Linked DNA regions of Sus scrofa: region 2 is linked to region 1. Evidence: chromatin contacts called from public Hi-C data. All regions are on one chromosome and are shown on one strand. Each heading gives the region's core, a stretch centred on a gene start, on an enhancer-like site or on the middle of the called end of the contact. The rest is flanking DNA. Distances are from core to core; before and after follow the strand shown. Region 1 has its middle 170 kb from the start of FZD8. Region 2 has its middle 380 kb from the start of FZD8.

The links. Hi-C and Micro-C count contacts between places; a contact is called where the count stands out from the background.
Region 2: a Hi-C map of liver shows a contact between it and region 1, with 11 times the contacts expected there. The contact joins two enhancer-like sites. A contact is called at or near these places in 1 of 47 Hi-C or Micro-C datasets (liver) and 1 of 2 datasets of contacts at active chromatin or transcription factors (skeletal muscle).

The regions. Positions count from the first base shown.
Region 1 is chr10:58,266,802-58,270,908 of Sscrofa11.1, forward strand. No RefSeq gene overlaps it. Among named protein-coding and RNA genes, the nearest start is that of FZD8, 170 kb to the left of the region's middle. Within about 2 kb of position 1,995, at least 10 of the 83 cell types and tissues checked have an H3K27ac peak or open chromatin away from gene starts, as enhancers often do. A contact at or near this core is called in liver, where this site is marked.
Region 2 is chr10:58,475,188-58,479,294 of Sscrofa11.1, forward strand. No RefSeq gene overlaps it. Among named protein-coding and RNA genes, the nearest start is that of FZD8, 380 kb to the left of the region's middle. Within about 2 kb of position 1,659, at least 36 of the 83 cell types and tissues checked have an H3K27ac peak or open chromatin away from gene starts, as enhancers often do. A contact at or near this core is called in liver, where this site is marked.

The DNA.
Region 1 (4,107 bases), core at 745-3,244:
CTCGTGGCAATGCTGGATCCTTAACCCAGTGAGCAAGGCCAGGGATCAAACCCATCCTCATGGATACTAGTCGGGTTCGTAACCCACAGAGCCACAACGGGAACTCCCTGAAGATCTGCCTTTTAATATTCTGCAGCTGTCTCTTTGCTTTCCTATACTCTCTCCAGCAACGGAAATGCACTATCGGCTTGAATGACGGGCCGTCTCCCTTCAGTCTCCATTTGGGTTTGTAATTGACTCATGACCTCATGCTTAGGGAAATCCTTTCTCAGTCTATCAAGTCCCTGCTGACTTTTCTCACGACGGAATGAAGGCAGCAGAGCCATCAGATTCAGCGGGCTTTTTACGGAGACTTCCAGCTTGTAGCTTTCATTTCCTTACCTGACCTGACTTCACACCTGGGTCGGTTGTGGCAACGCTGTTTTCTGAAGCCATGAGCGGGTGATCCCCTTCCTCCCCACGAGCAGAGGTTTGCTGAGCTGACCCCACAAGCAGGTGGCTTCTGGCTGCTGCCCCCTCGCAGCCCCGGGGCCCCACCTCCTTGTCTCCCACCGCTGGTAATCTCAGAACCTAGCCCCCCCCGCCCCACCAACTCAGCACTCCTCCCCCAAAAGCAGCAGAATTAGGGGAAACCTGAAGTAGCTCTTCACCAGGAAAAGGGCCTTAAGTTGAAAGGACACGGGTGGAGGAGAGGATAAAGACCCTCAAGGCATCAGGAACTTCCAGCTCTGGGGTGGACCACTTGGAGGAAATAAATGCTCAGAGCCATGGAAAGCAGTGAATTTCAACTCCTGCCCTTTCCTGTCCCTGTCTTTTCCTTTCCCCTCTCCCTCTCTTCCTCCCCTTCCCACTTGTTAATTGCATTGGATGGTCCCAAAGTAGGACCCCAAAGGAGTGCGTGTGTTTTTGTCCTCTGTGTTCTGCAAACAGAGGTCCAGGTATGCATTCGCATTAGCGTTTTCCTTCTCTGCCTGGGCTGAGCATCTGTATCTTGTGGTTTATTCGTGGATTCGCACATGCTTTTCAGGTACTGGGCACATACCTTGTTCCAGTCCTAGTGCTTTCAAGAGAATAAAAGCAATGCTGCCTAAGATTTACTATTTTCTATTAATGGGCCCTCTACTAAGTGTGCAGCGTTCAAAAGGCTGAACGCATTCACTGAACTGTCCCTTATTCCTGCCTGTTTTCCAGATGGAGGTTGGGTTTTAAGGGACATAAATAACTGGTCTGTGGGTCTGCACCCAGCAGCTTGATGACAGACTTGAGCTGTGCTTCCTCTGTTTAGGCCAGTGGTTCTCAAACTTTAGCTGCATCAAAAAGACCTAAAGGGCTTTTTATTGCACACATTTCTGGCCCTAATCCTAAAGACTCTGATTCATAAGTCTGAGAATTTGCATTTCTAACAAGTTCCCGGATGGTAATAATGGGGCTTCTACCTTGAGAACTGCAGCATTAGGCTCCACTCCCCCTCGGTGGCCCCCTCTGTGGCCCAGTTACTTTAGCAAAGGTGAAATGTGTGCTCGTAGTTAATTTGCAGCTCACGTTCACTGCACCCATCAGTGGAAGGGCCAGGGCCCGAAAGTGCTGCTTCTCCTCGGCTCTATCCATATCTGTGCCGTGTCTCGGGGTCTCTTTGTCCCTCGGTGCTTCTGGGAGAAAGCAGTGATGAATTGAGTTGCTGGTTGTTCTTAGTGGCTGGCCAAAGAAGTTATTTCCTATGTCTCAGGATGTCCCTGTGTGCTGAGAGTGGCAGTTTTACCAACAATATAGGCAGCTGAATAGGTAACATCCCCTCGAGTCACTTCTGCTCCATCTACTGGGCCAGAGTCTAGCTACTCTGGAGCATCGGTCCGAATCTTGAAAGCCGATAGTAAAAACAGCAGCTGTACCGAGACTGTTTATTTATTTAATCCCTCGGGTAAACACAGCCACGATGACGGATCATCACTTGGCTCGTCAACAGGACCGAGCTCCACCAGGGGCCTTGTCCTCATGTGAGTCCACGGGCCTTTTCCTGTGTCTGCAAACAGTGGCAAAGAGGAAACGGGGGGGAAGTCGGGGTGAGGAAACAGCGTTGCATTGCAAAACTCGGATAACACAATTGGCATGGCAGTTCCCAGGACACACGGGACCCCGCCGGATGGCGGAGGTGCAAGCCCCGGAGGGGCGGCTCTGTTCTCTGGCACCGCGGGTGCGCACGTTTCGCAGCCTTGGACTTGCCCTGCCTCTAAGGAAGCTATTTACAGTGTTGCACAGTGGGACAGTTTTATGAGCCAACCCACTCATTTTTATGAGGGTCCCCGGGGTAAAGCAGTTATACAATCTTCCCCCAGCACACCCGGCATCTGTGAAGTACAAACAATATAAAGTAGGCCATCCAGGCCCGTAAAGCAGGCACTGCCCAGCCGTCGTGATTTAAGTTCAGTTCAGCGGTGACCTGGCTTATTACGATAAGATAGAGGAGTGAATGGCGCCTACGCAGGGAGAAGGCAAGGGAGTGGGAAATAAAGAATTCCCTGGGCTCCTTCCAGAAGCTGTGAGTTGAAGGGATCGGACTCTCGTTATCGGAAAAAGGACCCAAACTCAGTCGCTAGGATGTTCTTGCAAAGGACGCTGCAGATTTGTTGGTGGAAGGAAGTGACACCGCCTGCTACCAAATATTTGGTCAGCTCTCCATCACCAACTTTCTGATCTTAGTATGGCTTTCCGTGATCAACCAACTTTTCCCAGCGCAATGAGGTCTCTGGCTGCGCTTGTATTTCCAAACGAGTGTGCTGACCTTGGACTTCCTAAGGGGACAGGGTTAATTATGAACCAGACCACGGATCTTCAATTTATCAGCGGGCTAAGTAGCTGGTGACCGCGCCCCCATCGGAGTCAACTTCGAGGAAATGAAACGGGACTTATTTACATTTAGAGCGATGCTCAGCTTCTTAATCACCTCAAAGCATTTAAAAATTAACTTTCCTAACCAGCAGCTCGAGAGGCAAAATGAACCCTGGGAAAGCCTTGGCTACCCTTCTCTCTCTCCTCCTCTGGGGCTGCCTATTCATTATTTCAGCCTGTGTTCTTTGCCTGTGTTTTGTTGTTGTTGTTGTTGTTTTTGCTAAACCCTGGAAACTCTCTTGTGTTTGCTACGTCTCTGATAAAGCAGGTTTCTACGACCTCATCGGAATGGCCAACAATTGCCGGGAGAGCTGAGTGCATGGGCACCGGAAGACATGGGACCCAGTCTGTTCAACTTTGTGGTATAGGCAATGTTTCAGTGAAATTGGTTGGTTATCAAAGGGTTATTATGGATTGCATGTGCCGGACAAGAGGGGTAAGCCAAGATTCCAAGCGCTTCTCACCAGGCCGTGGGGTTCCTTTTAAGTGAATACTAGGAATGATTGAATCAATTGTGGATTAGAAGTTGCTAGTCAGCCAAGAGAAATGGCCAGAGGACTGGCCATTGATAGATGATGATCAATGCATGCATAAATGGCAGTTCCGTCACATTTTATCTATTTATTTCTTTTATTTTTTTATTTTTTTGTCTTTTTGCCATTTCTTGGGCTGTTCCCGCGGCATATGGAGGTTCCCAGGCCAGGGGTCTAATCGAAGCCGTAGCCGCTGGGCCTACACCAGAGCCACAGCAACACGGGATCTGAGCTGCATCTGTGACCTACACCACAGCTCACGGCAACGCCAGATCCCTAACCCACTGAGCAAGGCCAGGGACAGAACCCTCAACCTCATGGTTCCTAGTCAGATTTGTTAACCACTGAGCCACGACGGGAACTCCGGTTCTGTCACATTTTAGTTTAACGCAATCTATGATTCAGCTTAAAATTCTTATATTTAGACCTGCCCTCTCTACCTGTTTCATAGTTTTGAAGTCACAGAGGGATTTGCTGGGGGAAGGTAGTGACGGATGTCCCTGCCTTCCTCAAAGAGCTGTTGTAAAGATTGCTAAGATTTTTGTCAACTGAGGGGGAGCTGTGCACACCTAAGATAGTTCAATATTCCATTATTTAATATTTAATAACTTGTACCCACTGTTTGCTCCAGCTTAAAAATTGAATTATATAAAATAACATCCTTTTAAAATCATTACTTTTTTTTTTC
Region 2 (4,107 bases), core at 409-2,908, 210 kb after region 1:
CAGGTGCAGCCAAAAAAAAAAAAAAAAGAATAAGGACAAAAATTAAATTATGATGGAGGGTAATGTGAGAAAAAGAATGCGTGTATATAGAGAAAACTGGGTCACTTTGCTGTATGGAAGAAATTGACAGAACATTGTAAATCAACTGTAATAAAAAATAAACAAACATACCAGGCTGCAGATATGTGCTCTGTCACACTCTGCTGAGTGGTCTGAAAGAGCCTTAGTTTCCTCTCTGTAAAAATGGAGCCTGAACCATCCTTGCCCAGGAGAAGAATAGAGTATTAAGGATTAAATTGAAAAATCACATGAAATCTTAGAAACATCCCATAAGGCACACCGTCTGGGGCACAGAAAATGCCTAATCCATGTCTGATGGATAAACAATTGGTGCTCAATAAATATTCTTTGTTTCCTCTTCCTCACTTTCCCAAAGTTCTTAAAGTGGGGAGCACTGTGGCCGTAGCAGAACCTGCCAGCTTAAAGTGCCATCTTTTTTTTTTTTTTTTTTTTTTTTTTTTTTGGCTCTCTGCCTCTGCCGAGGTAGGTGAGCATCTCTGCCCAGTCAGAGAGGAGAGGAGAGAAGATGGGCAGGAAACACACTGTCCTGTCCATTTAGCCCTCAGCCTGTTGCAGCAGGGTTGGGTGAAAATGCAGCATAGCTTCTGGGGTTTTTGTTCTTTTGTTAGACCCTGGAGGGAAGAGATGAATTTTCCATCTGTTGCTGGCTGGGAATATTCGGCTAAGGAGGTGCCTCTCCGCTGGGGACACTGAGGTGGCCTGGCTCTGGGTCAGCACAGCTCTTCCTCTGGCCGCTCGGCTTGAGCCCGAGACTCCCAGGTGAGACATGGGTTATTGCAGATGTGAGAGTGAGAGCAGCTGATAGAAGCAGCAGAAGGCAGAAACGAGAGACCCCACATCCACACACACTCTCCTTATGTGATACACAACAGTGGTTCAGCCGGTTCAGGATCCCTGCATTGTTACTAGGAGGGGCTTGGGTCATCGCTGCAGCGCCAGTTCAATCCCTGGCCCTGGAACTTCCACATGCTGTGGGTGTGGCAAAAAACTACTGCTTTCTATTTTTTTTTTTTGTTTTTTGTTTTTCCTTTTTTTAATGGAAGGCTCAGTTTAGTAGACCTAGCTTGGAACTCCAGGGGCCTGGCAGGGACCCCTGGCCAGCTGGGCAACACTCAGAAGGGCCCAGACACTGCTCTAGACTTCAGGGAACAAACAAACAAACAAAAACAAGCAACCACCACCACCTCCCTGGTCGCTGCCCCAAGCCTCTGAGGGTTTTTTTTCATAGGGATCTTTCGGGATTCAAGTCAATGCAGTGAGAGTGGAGCAACGCGGGACTAGCCTTTCAGAAGGAGTGTCCTGCTCAGAATGGAAGGAAAGGGGACGATCAGGGCCCCCGCGCCTCCCACCCCCTCCCCATCCAAATCGAAAGCCTCCCTTCGCCGGGTTTGCAGTGCCTTCCCCGCTTGGAGGCTTGAAGCTGCCTGGGGCGGGAGAGAGGTAATTCCAAGAGGCAGGCTCGGGCTGCCGACGGCGCCTTCGGTTGTATGAATCCCAGCCCCCCGCGGAAGGGGTCCTGCTACACAGAGAAACAACGACGAGGATTGTTCAGGAAAAGCCCGGCCGGCTGGGGATGGGACCCTCTGTGGCAGCGCTTGGCGGATGCTGACAGCTCCAGCGTTCCCAGGGTGCCGGGATGGGATTAGAAATCCTTCTCCCGGCCAAGATTGCTTCCAACAGCTGGAGCGAGAGCCCCTCCCCGCCTCCCCGCCTCCCCGCCCGGCTCCATTTCTTGCTGGAGAGCATCCGAAAGCGGAGTTTAAAATGACTCAGTGTCTTCTGGGTAAAGAGCTTTTACTTTTCCAGACTGAACTGCCAAAGACCTTAAGGCAATGAAAGAAAGAAAGAAAAAGTGAGATGCTATGTCTGGCAAGTGGCATTTCTCTCCTTCGGTGGCTGTGTGGTTATTAAGCCAGAGCCGTTGGGTATTCTGAAGTGTTATTTATTTACCTTGGCGCCCAGGGTTAGATCGCGGAGCCTGTGGAGTGGAAATATGGTGACAGGATAAGGGTAATGAGAGGAAGCAAACCCACTGGAAGATAGCTGGGTTCTGAAAATCGGAGAGTTTGTTTTCCCAGAGGAGGGAAGCAGGAATATTACCTCATTGCAAAACAGTCATTAAAACATAATTGAGTGCTCCACAGACGACCAAAGCGCCCAGCTAACACTAAGTTCATTTTCAGTGAAAGTTAAAATCAAAATCAATGCCCTGTTGAAAAGCAATAACCCAAATTAGAGAACAATACAGAAAGCTTTTCTGGGAGGAGTTAGACTCTGCTTTGGTTAAAGGAAAAAAAGAAAGCAAAAAGGAGTCCTTCTGATCCTCTTCGGAGCGAGTTCTTAGAGTAAGAGCAGCTGCAAGGGACTCATTAGCCAGAGGGTGTTCTTGGAGAAACGGCGGAGGTGGGGTGTTGTGAGCAGAAAGCCTCTGGCCCCCTTCTCTCTTTCCTGAAGATCCACACATGCCCCTCCATCTGCGTTAAACCAGAACAACATGGAAGCCGCACCAGTCCGACGCATCCGCACCTTCGCACCAGCACTTCAAACTTTTTCAAATGCATATCAAAGAAAAGAGGTTGAAGATATTTTTCAGTAAATACATATTAAACGCGACGTTCAGAGGTAACTTTCCTGGATATAGTTGGGCGGGTCGAGTGGATGGACAAAGTCGTTATCCTGCTACCAGCCGTAGAGGATTAACTCATTTGAAGCTATTCTTTTCATGGTTTTCCATGACCCTGCTTTTTTTTTTTTTTTTGGGTGGGGGGGGGCTCACTCAGGAAGTTCCCAGGCCAGGGACTGAACTGCGCCACAGCACTGACCAGAGCCACAGCCGTGATCTGAGCCACAGCAGTGACAAGGCCAGATCCTTAACCCGCTGAGCCACCAGGGAACTTCATATCCTTCCACGTTTAATCTATTTGTATCTTTATATTAAAGTGGACTTCTTGTAGACAACATGTAAGTGTCTGGCATTTCGATCTATTTTAACAGTCTCTGTCTTTTAATTGGTGAATTTAGGCCACTGATATTTGAACTAATGATTGATAAACCTCAGTTTTTTAAAAAGCAAGGTGTTTTGAATGCCTCAAATATGACTACTTTTTCTTTCCCTCTGTTGCAGACAACAGACACAGGAAATGGTCAACATTGCATTCAGTGTTATTGAAATATATTTATTTGCCCAGTGAAAAGTTTGCTCAATGTACTTTCTTTGATTAAATAATGTATCAGCAGTATTTTGTTTGGTGAAGATACTCACCTACCTCATTTAAGGTCTAAACTGTTTCTGCCAATAACCATATAAGTAAATATTCAGGGGACAAATAAAATGAGAAATACTGATATTTCAGCTCACGGAAGTTGAAAGGCAAGATATTTAAATGCCTCTGGGAAACTGTACATCTAAAAAATGCCTTTTTTTTTTTTTTTTTGTCATGCAGGGGGAGCTTGAGGAACTTGGATAAAGAATAAAAGGATTCTTGGGGTTCCCGTCGTGGCGCAGTGGTTAACGAATCCGACTAGGAACCATGAGGTTTTGGGTTCGGTCCCTGGCCTTGCTCAGTGGTTAAGGATCTGGAATTGCCATGAGCTGAGGTGTAGGCTGGTGGCTACAGCTCCTATTAGACCTCTAGCCTGGGCATTGCTGTGACCTGTGGTGTAGGTTGCAGACTTGACTCGGATCCCATGTTGCTGTGGCTCTGGCATAGGCCGGCAGCTACAGCTCCGATTTGACCCCTAGCCTGGGAACCTCCATATGCTGCGGGAGTGGCCCTAGAAAAGCCAAAAAGCCAAAAAGCAAAAAAAAAAAAAAAAAAAAAAAGTGAAAGGATTCTCACACTACAATTGTACGTGCTTTCAGAAAAGGTACATTGTAAAGGAAGGTTTGCAGGGATGCCTTGAAGGGAATTGAAACTCACCAAGGTGTCTTCCTAAGGTCACTGCAAAGCAAGCTGATGAGAGTGATCAAGAGGGTGCCTCCCTCTGTGTCCAAAGCAAACTGAGAGTGTGAACCCCCAGACATCC